2 separate regions of the Mus musculus genome follow, and region 2 is linked to region 1. Evidence: chromatin contacts called from public Hi-C data. All regions are on one chromosome and are shown on one strand. The core of a region is the stretch at or near the end of the contact, and the rest is flanking DNA. Distances in the headings are between cores, read along the strand shown.

Region 1 (6,349 bases), core at 2,110-4,609:
GAGCCGGTCCCTGTCAGGGCTGTTTACCTTTTGTTCACAGCTGGCCCCTGCCCTTCTCATTTCTTTTTATTTTTAGAGGCAGGAATCTTGAGGTTGATTAAAAGTCAGAGAAGGGCCGGGCATGGTGGCGCACGCCTTTAATCCCAGCACTTGGGAGGCAAAGGCAGGCAAATTTCTGAGTTCAAAGCCAGCCTGGTCTACAGAGTGAGTTCCAGGACAGTCAGGGCTACACAGAGAAACCCTGTCTCGAAGAAACAAACAAACAAAAAAGTCAGAGAAAATTAAGGCAGAACTGGAGTTAAAGGGCAGTTGTGAGTTGCGCTGTGGCTCCTGGGAGTCTAACTGAGGATCTTCAAAAGAACAGTCAGTGCTCTTAACCACTGAGCCACATCCCCAGACCAACGGGATTCTTCGCATACGTAGACATTTCAAATTGGAATGGTAAAAATCGCTGGGAATGGTGGTGCATGCTTTTAATTCCAGTGCAGAAGCAGGGGCATCTTTGAGTTCGAGGCCAGCCTGGTCAATAGATGAGTTCGAGGATAACCAGGATTACACTGAGAACTGTTTCATAAAAACAAACAAACAACAACAATAAAAACAAGCAAAAGTTATGAATCAGTGACCCACACTTAAGGCCTACAGTCTGTGGCCAAGTATGGCTTTTCTCCTCTCCCGTCTAAACATGTCATTTTCTACAGTTTCACAAACCAGGACTAGTTATAGACTGCATTGAAAATGAAAGGACACATCTCAACCCCCTTGGGAAACATTTTTTGACCCATGATTTCTGTTGTGGATTGCCCTGGTGCTGTTTGCATTTTGATGTCAATTCTGCTTCCTCAGGAGGGGCTGCCCTCTTGAGAGGTGGATCACGTACTCAGGTGATTTCATGTGAACCTTCTTCCCAGTTTAACTGGTCAAATAAAGGCTAGAGCCTGTGACTAGGCAGTGGAAGGGAAAGGTAGGGCTGGAGGTTTCAGAGAGGGGGAAGAGAAGAAGGAGAGAGTCAGACGAGGAGACAGAGGAAGATGGAGGAAGAGACGATGGGCAGAAGATGGAGCAGGACCATGGGGCCTGGAAAAGCCACAAGTAGCAAGAGATCTCATAGCTGAGGAATAGAGTAGTGTAGTGGTAGATCTGCCCAATCTAGGCGTGCAGCTTATAAATATTATAACTGAGTTGTGTGTTCTATGCTTATTGGGGTTGGAGATTTACTGTAACAGATGTCATCTCATCTGACTTCAGTCCTACCCGGGGCCTGTCAGGAAGTCCATACCCTATAATCCCACTTCCAGAACCTGGAGGTGAGGGCGTGGGGAGCTAACAGAGGAAAAGGTACAGGGACTTGCAGAATCTTGGTCATAGTGTCTCTTCACAGCAATAAAACAGTGGCTGACTGAGATAAGATGATCACTATCATAAGCAGTGGATCTCTCTGAAGAAAGGTCATTTTCTTAGCTGTCTATTGTAGCCCACATTGCTCCGCAGATATCTATCTATCCAAGAGAAAGGAGTCATTACACCCACCCATTTATTTCTACTCCTGTGTTTGGGTAGATATTTTTTAATTCTCCGGTTGTCTTCACTGAGCCAAACTGTAAGAAGTTAAATCCAGGGCTGGTGAGATGGCTCAGTGGTTAAGAGCACTGTCTGTTCTTCGAAGGTCCTGAGTTCAAATCCCAGCAACCACATGGTGGCTCACAACCATCTGTAACGAGATATGACTCCCTCTTCTGGTGTGTCTGAAGACAGCTACAGTGTACTTACATATAATAAATAAATAAATCTTTAAAAAAAAAAAAAGAAGTTAAATCTGCCTTACTTTCCTGAGCCTTGTCTTTCTGTAGTTATTGGGTTTGATAGCATGGAGGTGGTCAACGCCCTTGAAGACATGACAAGGCTCTGGAATACAGAGATGAGAGAGGTTCTACTGAGGCAGGACAGAGGGATTAGGGGCTGAAGTAAGAGGAACTAGCACTCAGGGGAACTAAAAGTTTGACTTCGAGTGAAAGCAAAATATTATCTTTATTTTCATGTATGAATATTTTGGCTGCACATATGTTTGTGCATCACATACATGTCTGGCTTAGTCCAAAAGAGGACATTTGACCCTCGGGGAACTAGAGTTACAGACAGTTATGAGCCACCATGTGGGTGCTGAGAACTGAATACCCGTCTTCTGCAACATCACTAAGTGCTCTTAACCCTGGATTCATCTCTCTAGCCACAAGAGACTTAACGTTTACCTCCACCCCACCCTTCTTGTTCTTGCCTCTCCTTCCTGACAGACTGCTTTTGGGAAGTAAGGCTGGTTTGTTGGGTTGAAAAATGATTGGGCTGGGAAAGGTGGAGGTTCTGGTTGTGCAAGAGTGTTCAGTCTAAGCCACTAGCTGTCTTGGTGTGCCTTGGGCTAGGGGGAGGCTGTTTCCTGTGACTGAGAGGCCCTGGGGCAGAACTTGAGCTGGAACATCAGTTCTAAATGGACAAAAGTGTCAGCAGACATCTTGCCCTGGTAAGCCAGGGCTGGGCTGTGTCAAACCCTTTATTTCTAACTTGAGAAAGGCTTCAGGTTTCTGGGGTTTTTGTTTTTTGATTTTTTTTTTTCTTGACAACTGCAAATGTGCCACGTGGACACCACAGTAGCCAGACTCAACAAGAAAAACAATCCCCGGGGGAAATCTTACTCACTTCAGTCACAGGACTGCGGCGAGTGACTCAAAGTTTATCTGTCATATGACTATACATGTCTCTACCTATGGGCTTCCTATCTAAATATATGCATTCGTCTGTGTCCCTGTGGGGGCCTCTCTGTGTTGTATGCTGGCAGAGAGAAGAGGGGACAGTCTGTACTTCAGGTTGTGGATTTATGAGCACCATCCCGTGTTGCGTGCCTGTATGGATCTGCATGTCTCTGAATTCTGTCTGCGAATCCCCCATGTGCTGGTTTCTGTATTTTTACACTTGTGCGGAATTGCCCCTCATTTCCATGACTTTCTCCAGTTAACGTTTCCCTTCATTTTAGATGCTCTGCTCAGGCTCAACTCCTGTCAGGATTAAGGTACCACCTTAGTCTCAGATTCCAATGTTTTAGAGTGACTACATGTCAGTTCTTTCAAACCCTGACTCTCATCGTCTTCCACCTCACTGAGACTTCTACCAAGTTACAGCCCAACAGGTCCCTGCTGGGCTCCCTTAATGTCTCAACTGCCTAAAACCTGTAGCCACTGCTGGGATTCCTCGAGGTAATGCAAGCTGCTTTTTCTTCCTTATTTACAGCAACTCCCTTTACCAAGCCACAACATCCTGCCCATCCCCCAGCTGCTGCTCTGGACCACCTCACAGATAGAGCCTTGAGGTTAAAGGGTGTGAACTTCCTCCATTTCCTGCCCTTCCCACCTCTAAATCTGCTTGGAGCCGCTGCACCCTTGCTATTCCGTTTTTTTTTGTCTTTCTTCACATCCAAGGCTAGATTCTAGACTGTGGTGCCATCTCTTCAGTCTCTACTGTCATGTGTCATTTAATAACCACTAAAGAAAATCTAGTCAGGTTGCTTTAAGTCATCGTCTGTCCCTGAGCCATACAGTGGGAAAAGAAATATCTGGTGAAATGTGGTTTCCATGAAAGGGTTAATTGTGATGAGGCAGAATTTAAAATGGAGGGGTATTTAAGGAGGACACTGACAAGGGAAAGATGCCCTTTACCCTACGGCCTTGTGTGGGCTCCTCGGTAGAAAGCCGGTAGAAAGCCGAGAACTTCAATTCAAGAGACAGTCAGGAGAGCTCGACTTCATGGAGACAATGCTCATTTTCTTGATGTATCTAAAAGTCTAAGAACAACAAATGAACTGTTTGCTTAGGGCCAGGTACCTGGGGCCTGTGGGTTTACAGATGATATTCTTCTGGTATCCCTAAGCCAGAACAATGCAGAAGTCAACTTACAATTCCCTCTGCAAAGGGAAGTCTTCAGGATAAGAAAAACAATCGAACCAGCTCTTTCTTTTCCTTTCTTTTCTTTTCTTTTCTTTTTTTTTTTTTTTTTTTTTTTTGTTTTAAAAGACTTCTTGGGGCTGGTGAGATGGCTCAGTGGGTAAGAGCACCCGACTGCTCTTCCGAAGGTCCGAAGTTCAAATCCCAGCAACCACATGGTGGCTCACAACCATCTGTAATGAGATCTGACTCCCTCTTCTGGAGTGTCTGAAGACAGCTCAGTGTACTTATAGACAATAAAAAAATAAATTAAAAAAAAAGATTTCTTTATGCTGGACATAATGGTGCATGCCTTTAATTCCAGCACGTGTGAGTGAGCCAGAGGCAGTCAGATTTCTTTGAGTTAAAGGCCAACATGGTCTACGTAGTGAGTTCCAAGACAGCCACAACTACATAGTGAGATCCTGTGTCAAAACAAAACAAAACCCAAACAAACAAGCAAACAAAAAGATTTATTTACTTTTATTTTCCACGTATGAGTGTTTTGGCTGCATGTATGTCTGTGCACCATGTTTGTGAATGGTGCCCATGGAGACTGGGCGAGGACTTTGGATCCTCTGACTATAGTTCCAGTTGGTTGTGAGCCACCATGTGAGTGCTGGGAATGAAACTCCTGAGATAGCAGCAGAGCCATCTCCAGCCCCAGTGTTTGGTTTTTTAGAGAGAGTGTCTCAGGCTAGCCTTGAACTTGCTGTAATCCTTCAATCTCAACCTCTCAAATTCTGGCATTATAACCTCGGACTACCGTGCTCTATTTGGCTCATACTTTTTTTTTTTTTTTTTTTTTAATTTTTATGTAGCCACAAAGCTTTGGAAGCATGGTAAGCCAGGGTACTGGTGTCATCCAGAGACTGTGTCAAATTTCTCTTTTAATGTCTTTGTCTTCGGCTGGCTCATTGGACCTAGCAGGAGCTCATGCAGACTGATTCTGTAATAGGCGATACAGCTCCTTGTGCACAGCAGGCAAGACACTCTGTTTCAAGTTTGTCTTATAGATGAGAGGTCTAAATGGGCTGCAGATGCCACGAGTAAGTGCATGGTCAGATTTTATCATTAGCATCACCTCCTCAGCTCTCTCCTCTTAGCACATTTTAAAATGTATCTAAACCGGGCGTGGTGGCTCATGCCTTTAATCCCAGCACTTGGGAGGCAGAGGCAGGCAGATTTCTGAGTTTGAGGCCAGCCTGGTCTACAAAGTGAGTTCCAGGACAGCCCGGGCTACACAGAGAAACCCTGTCTCAAAAAAACAAAAAATAAAAAATAAAAATAAGAAAATGTGTTTAAACATTTTCTCCTCCTCTTCCTCCTTCTCCTTTTCTTCTTCCTTCTTCCCTCTTCATCTTCCTCTTCCTCGACCTCACCCCTAGCCCCCTTTCTCTTTCCTCTTCTTTTTGATTTTTTAAGACAGGGTTTCTGTGTAGCTCTGGCTGTCCTGCAACTCATGCTGTAGACCAGGCTGGCCTCTGACTTTCAGACATCCTCCTGCCTCTGCCTTCCTGAGCGCTGGGATTAAAGGCATGCACCCCCACCCCCACCCAGCAATTCAATATTTTCTGAAATTTGTATTTGTGTGTGTGTGTGTGTGTGTGTGTGTGTGTGTGTGTGTGCATGTACTCACAGAGGTCAGAGAGCAACTCTCTGGAGCCTCCCTTCTTCCATCATGTGAGCCCAAAGCATAGAAGTAGTATTGTCAGGAAAGTGGCAAGCATCTTTGCCAGCTGAGCCATCACTTTGGCACTTAAAATTTTAAGCTTTACCTAATCTTTGAACCTGCTTATAAATTACATCCTTTGAAAAATGTAACTTGGGGCTGGAACGATGGCTCAGCAGGTAAGAGCGCGACTGGTCTCTAATGAGATCTGGCGCCCTCTTCTGGTGTGTCTCAAGACAGCTACCGTGTACTTATGTATAATAATAAATAAATCTTTGGGCCAGAGTGAGTGGGGCTGACCGGAGTGAGCAGAGGTCCTGAATTCAAATTCCCAACCACATGATGGCTCAGAACCATTAGTACAGCTACAGTGTACTCATATACATTAAATAAATAAATAAATCTTTTTTAAAAAGAAAAGAAAAAAAAAAAAAAAGAAAAATGTAACTTGAAACGCTACAAGACTGGACCGGGGATCCAGCTCAGTTGCCAGAGGGCTTGCCTAGCATGCAGTCTGGGTTCAGTCCCAAGCACTGCCTGCCCCGGGGTGGGAGAGCTTCTCTGTAGTTCCGGCACTCAGGAGGAGGGTGAGGCTGGGGGATGAGGAGTTTAACATTATCTGTGGTTCCATAGCATTTTGAGTCCAGCCTGAGATACACACGATGGTGTTTCCAATAAAGGAAAAAGCCACAAGACACATGTATTAGCT
Region 2 (6,082 bases), core at 1,911-4,410, 120 kb before region 1:
AACCTAGCAATAATTGATTCAGCAGGCTAGGGAGCAGAGAGCCACACAGCCATGCAAGGAGCAAGGAGAGGGAACAGGGCCACACCTGTCATCTTCCCTGCCAAGCTGCCTACAATGGCTGGGGGAGGATAAGGGCTCGGGTAGAAAGGTCACTCTCATTATTCCTCTATACACATTGCTTTTCTTCCTTCCTTTCTTCCTTTTTTCTTTCTTTCTCTTTTTAAAGATTTATTTATATGAGAACACTGTCGCTGTCCTCAGACACACCAGAAGAAGGCATCAGATCCCATTACAGATGGTTGTGAGCCACCATGTGGTTGCTGGGAATTGAACTCAGGACCTCTGGAAGAGCAGTCAGTGCTCTTAACCGCTGAGCATACACAGTTCAGCCCATCAAGGTGGGGAATGGGCATCACAGCTGCACGAGTTGGGAGCTTTTCAACATAGCTGTTTATATTTTGTAAGATCAGAAAATAGAGAGTTTGGGCTGGACACCGAAGTAAAAACCACCTTCAAGGCATGTTCTCAGCTGCGCATTTCAGCTTAACTAGGCCCATGACTTTCTTTTCTTTTTTCTTTTTTCTTTTTGGCCCATGACTTTCTAAAACATCCCCACTCGCCGGGCAAGAGTTTAAGACTATTTAACAGTAGAGCTTTTACCTTCTCAAATACACTGCCCTTGGGTAGTAGTGGTTGCCTGTGGCCACTCTCAGGGATGAAGAGCCCAAAGCTGAAGTGTTTTTTGTTGTTGTTGTTGTTGTTGTCATTTTGGTTTTTGGTTTTTTGGTTGTTTTGTTTTGTTTTATTTTGCCTCTTTTTCTTGGTCTCCAGCTCCAGCACTGCAGGAGTTGTAGGGAGGATTGGGGGCAAACTGACCCATCAGGAATGGTCAGGCATGTGTGTTGGAAGCTGAGCAAGCTGTTCCTGGTACTGGACATAGCTGGGGCAAGCTCTGAGGTTGAGATAAGACAGAGGAGGGCCAGGGAGGCTCTAGGGCGAGAGGAACGCTTTGGCCACACCCTCGGGTCTGTACTGTATGAAGGATGCTGTCTTAGCTACTTTTCTATTGCTGTGAAGGGACACCATGACCAAGGCAATTTATAGAAGAAAGTGTTTAATAGGGGCTTACGGAGTCTGTGACTATTGTGGTGGGGAGAATGGTAGCAGGCAGACAGGCATGGTGCTGGAGTAGTAGCTGAGAGCTTACATCTCACCTACAAGGTCAAGGCAGAGAGAGCTAACTGGGAATTGGCTAGATTTTGAAAATTCAAAGCCCATCGCCAATGACACTCCTCTTCCAACAAAGCCACACCTCTTCCCAATCCTTTCCAAACAGGTCCAACTATGGTGAATCCAGCATTCAAACATATGGACCTATGGGAACCATTGACCTGGCCGGCGGGTCAGTCAACAGGGTCTGCAAGGCAGAGAGTAGAGATGGAGGGGCAAGAGACGCAAAGAATAGTGACAAGGCAGTCTAATCAAGTCTCATTTATTGAAAGGCAACTCTGGGTATATAAACACAATCTGGGGAGTGCAGCTGGAGACACTTAACCACAAGTCCAGGATGTGTCTGAGAAAAACAGAATGTTATCAGAGTGTGTTCAGCTGTGGTGGGCTGCTTGCAAAAACATCATGTTAGGAAAACAAGCCTCTTGTCATGGTGGAAAAGTACCAACCTGTAAGTAAATAGCCCAAGATGGATGTAGAGAAGATAGCTGCTTTCTGCTGAGAGTTGGCTCCCAACTAACCATTTTTATTCAAACACTGTAGCTGCTGCCTATCTCAGGAGAGCAGCAAACAACTGGAAAGGAAGCAGAAAACTGTGACATGGATAAGCCTGACAAAATAAAACATATAGACACACCAAGACCCTCCCTGCAGCACTTTGCCTGCTCCTGGCCCAGGGAGAGGTATAGCTTTCAGCTGGAGAATATGCCCACATTCTCCAGAGAACCAGAGCAGATATAATCTCCTAATGTCCACGGGGAAGTAGATGTCTTAATTCTATTCAAAAATTCAGAGAAAGGCAGGCATGCCTATATTTACATGGAAAGGAAGAGGGGTATTAAGCTGGGTTGTTCCTCATTTTTCTCTTCCTTTCCTTCTCTCCCCGCCCCCTTCCCTCTTCCGTCTTCCTTCTTCGTCTTCCTTCTTTTCTTGGATGTCTTCTAACTAAATAGTCCAGACTACATTTAAACTCTAAACCCTACAGAGTACTAGAACTACAAGTGTGCCCACAAAACCTGGCTCACCTGACCCCTTTCTGGAGAGATTTTACCCAGTTTGCTTAGGGCTCCACCCCTAGCCTAGTCAACAGTGTATCAGAGGAGGCCTATTCCTTGGATGGGAGTTGCCAAGGTCAGGCTGTTCCTGGCGAAGGAACCAGCATGGGACGAGTGTTCTCTTCAGAAACAAAGCTCTGCCTAAAAAGGAAAACAGCTTTGGGAATTGTGAGATGGTTCTGTGGGTAAAGGGGCTTGCTGCCAGGTCTGAAGACCTAAGTTCAATCCCCCAGGATCCCCATGATGGAAGGAGAGAACTAACTCCCCCAAGTTGTCCTTTGGCTTCTACATGCACATAAAAGCACTTAAATAACACCCCCCCACACACACACACTCTAAATAAATATATAAAAATAATAGTACAATTTTTGAAGAAGGAAAATAGGCTCCCCCTCCCCCTGCAAACTCACTCCCTAATAACAACTGCTATACATTTTGGTGAAAAAAAATTTTTTTACACGTTTCCTGCTCCATGTGTATTTGTCCACATTTAACATAACTGAAATTATAATAGCTATACATTACGTGCCTTACTTTTTCACCTAGCACACTATAAACGCTTCACTATTAGAATTGCTGCAATCATAATTAACACGCTATAATGATGAGACCGGCTGACTCCATGACTGGCTTCAAATTGGCAGCCTAGGAGACTAGGCCTAAGAACTGGGCAAGTCCAAGCAAGCCCAGGCATGCCAGTTACTAGAAAAAAAACCTCAGTCTTCGGGCAGCTAGTCAGCAACTATCAGAAGCTTCCCTGCAACCTGGCCTGAAGCAAGGACAATGGGTCAGCAAGTTTCCAGACCTCCCCAGTAACAGTTTCCAGCCCCCATCCCCCTGGAGACAGAGTAAGATAAGGAAAGGCCGCCTACCTTGTGTTAGCATTCCTTCTAGGCTCTGCCCCACAGTTACCTGGCAACAGCCAGGTAGGCCTCACTCAGTATAAAAGAGGCTGCTTGCCCCCTCCTCACTCTCTTACTCTCTTACTCTTTCTTCTGTCCCTCCCCATTCCCCTCCCCACTCTCTCTCCATGTGTTCATGGCCAGTCTCTCTCTCTCTCTCTCTCTCTCTCTCTCTCTCTCCCTCCTCTGTTTTTCTCTGTCTCTCCTCCCTCAACTCCCCTTCCCGTGCCCTAAACAAACTATTCCACACTATATCTGTCGGATGGCTGTCGAACAGCTTGAGTCTGTAGAGGCATGCCCGTACCCTGCACCATACCGCACCTCTATCAAACATATTCCTGGTTCTTCCTTTCTTTTTTTATAATACACAGCAGTTTCGAGACCCCACAGATGGAGTAGGATAAAGGTCACCAGCTCTGGAATCCCCTATCGTGCTTTAGATCTGACCTGCAAGCTCACTTGGTTGTCTCTCTCTCTCTGTCTTGGTAATGGGGAGACCCCAGCATGCTGGACTTCACAGAATAAAATACTCTTTGTGTTTATAAACTATTTGAGTTCAGGTGTCATTCTTTGGCTAATCATAGAGCCTTGCATACTATGATTGTAAGTTAACCAGCCATGTCCCTGTTGTAGGGACAGATATGCATCTCTCAATATAGAGAAATTGGGATTTCTTTCTTTCTTTTTTTTTAAAGATTTATTTATTAGATGTAAGTACATTGTAGCTGTCTTCAGACACTCCAGAAGAGGGTGACAGATCTCATTACCAATGGTTGTGAGCCACCATGTGGTTGCTGGGATTTGAACTCAGGGCCTTTGGAAGAGCAGTCTGCCCTTAACCGCTGAGCCATCTCTCCAGCCAAAATTGGGATCTCTAAGAGGGTTTTTTCCCCCTTTAAAAATCTTTTTAAATTACATTATTCATTCATTTTGTGTAAGTGTGCGACACATGCCACAGTGCTTGTATGGAAGTTAGAGGACCATTTGCAGGAGTTGACTCTCACCTTCTGAGGCAGGAGAATAGGAAGTGGGAAGGGAGAAGAGGGTTCTAGAGGTTAACTTACTAAAGGCAGCAGGAAAGCGGAAACAAGAGACTGGCAGTCCAGAGCCCACCTGCCTCCCTTCAGAGCATGTTTGAGAAACAGGCAAGTTTATGAACGTGGAGGGGGAGGGTACTATGTTAATGGCCTGTGGGAGCCAGGCCCCTGGGAAGGCCTGGGATGCCTCTGGGCTCCTCTGGGCCTCTCCCTTAACAAGCTCTTCCATTTCTTGTAACTTTCCACACGTCTCTGTACAACTCCTACGAGGTATGTTCTGGAGAGACGGCTCTGTGGGTAAGAGAACTGGCTGCTCTTCCAGAGAATTTGGATTCGATTCCCAGCTCCAACAGGGCTGCTCACAATGACCAGGGGAATCCATTGCCCTCTTCTGGCCTCTGTGGGCACCAAGAATCCATGTGGTGCACAGGCATGGAGGCCAAGCCCACGTACACATAAAATAAAGACAAAGAACTAATCCAGGGAGGCGGCACGAGAACCTGGAAACTAACTGTCAGCCCTCTAGACTCACAGCCAGGCCTGTAACACTGCTGCCGTGTTCGGCCTGGGATCCATCTTCCGTTGTTGGCTTGCCAGCTCCTGGCTGTCCAGCCACCTCTCTGGCCCCGAGATTTCTAAATCCTTCATTATGATTGAGGAAGTTCTTTCCACAATCTCCCTCTCAGTTAATAAGGAAACTGTGGAATAGTATGAATCGATAATTTAAACAGCCCGCCTCTAAAAGCTTTTTTTTTTTTTCTTAAATTTTACTACAGTTGACTATGTATGTCAGAAATCTCCATCTCTCTGTTAGGTATCCTAAACCCTCACTCCCCTCCTCTGCTGGAATATCAGCTGAGGCTTCTTCATCCCTCCCTGAGGATCTGATGCAGGGACTGTTACAGAGGTTCCAGTGAGGTTAAAGTAACAAACAAATGAGAACCTGTGAGGACTTGGGACCAGTGTCCTAGGATAGAGATGTCCTCCCAGGAGGCCTGGCAGAAGCCGTTCTGGGAGAGCAGGGCAGACAGGGATTTTTAGGAGATATTATGCACTGATACCTGCCAGGCAGTCTGTCAGGAAAGGGGTGGATGGGGGAGGCGTGGTGGTGGTGGTGGTGGTGGTGGTGGTGGTAGGAATGGGGGCGGGGTGGGAGAGGTGGAAGTGCAGGCAGAGGTAGGGACAGGAGTAAGGAGTCAGGGGCAAGGGTGTTTGAAGGATGGAGTAGGGTGGGCATAGAGGGACGGGGGTGTTTGAAAGTGGGGAGTAGGGTGGGGTGAAGGCGGGGGTAGGTTGGGAGTGGAGGGTCCGGGGGGGGGGGGAGGGATTGGAGTGGAATTAGGGAATAGTAAGCACCTTGACACCTCTCATATCTTGTAGCATCACTGATTAGCAGAACTGAACTGGAAGGCAGAGGGTTATGTACTCTTCAGCTAACTTCTCAGTACCCAAGGAAGAGCAGAAAACAGTGAAGGTGGATCTGTTGAAGTGATAGAGACTGTGAAGAGACAGCATCTCTCAGTCAGACTCTTCTGGTTAAAAACTACAAAAATAAACTAAAGCTAGTGTAAGTTTGGGGATTAATTATTCAAATTATTAGACTACCTGGGAGTTTCAGCATCTATTTCTTTTTGTAGTTGTTTTTAAGATTTATTCTTTTTTAATGTGTTGAATATTTGTCTGGCTTTGTGTATGTGCACCATGTGGGTGCAGATTTGAAGCGGCCAGAAGAGGGCATGAGATCCCCAGAAACTAGAGGTACGGCTGGTTGTTCATTGTCAGGTAGATCCTGAGAAACACCCCAGTCCTCTGCAAGAGCAGCAAGTGCTCTTAACTGCTGAGCCCTCTCTCCAGCATC

Evidence for each region. A called contact is a pair of places that touch in the nucleus more often than the background predicts.
Region 2: a contact with region 1 is called in a Hi-C map of bone marrow-derived macrophages, with 88 read pairs. The contact joins two enhancer-like sites. A contact is called at or near these places in 4 of 39 promoter capture datasets (HPC-7-derived erythroid cells, embryonic stem cells and liver), 12 of 15 datasets of contacts at CTCF or cohesin (CD8 T cells, the G1E-ER4 cell line, the NIH/3T3 cell line and 6 more), 328 of 484 Hi-C or Micro-C datasets (the 3T3-L1 cell line, 3T3-L1-derived adipocytes, the 63-12 cell line and 162 more), 78 of 115 datasets of contacts at active chromatin or transcription factors (the 230-238 cell line, CD4 T cells, CD4 single positive thymocytes and 49 more) and 5 of 9 other capture datasets (adipose tissue, embryonic stem cells, liver and 2 more).

Annotation. Positions count from the first base shown.
Region 1 is chr4:40,778,346-40,784,694 of GRCm38.p6, reverse strand. No RefSeq gene overlaps it. Among named protein-coding and RNA genes, the nearest start is that of Gm34213, 8.5 kb to the right of the region's middle. Within about 2 kb of position 3,359, at least 183 of the 459 cell types and tissues checked have an H3K27ac peak or open chromatin away from gene starts, as enhancers often do. A contact at or near this core is called in the STO cell line, adipose tissue, bone marrow-derived macrophages and 8 more, where this site is marked.
Region 2 is chr4:40,895,734-40,901,815 of GRCm38.p6, reverse strand. Gm34289 (a long non-coding RNA gene) reads right to left here. Exons shown (of 4, transcript XR_001784553.1): 4 at 1,445-1,804. Among named protein-coding and RNA genes, the nearest start is that of Spink4, 21 kb to the left of the region's middle. Within about 2 kb of position 3,160, at least 36 of the 459 cell types and tissues checked have an H3K27ac peak or open chromatin away from gene starts, as enhancers often do. A contact at or near this core is called in the STO cell line, adipose tissue, bone marrow-derived macrophages and 8 more, where this site is marked.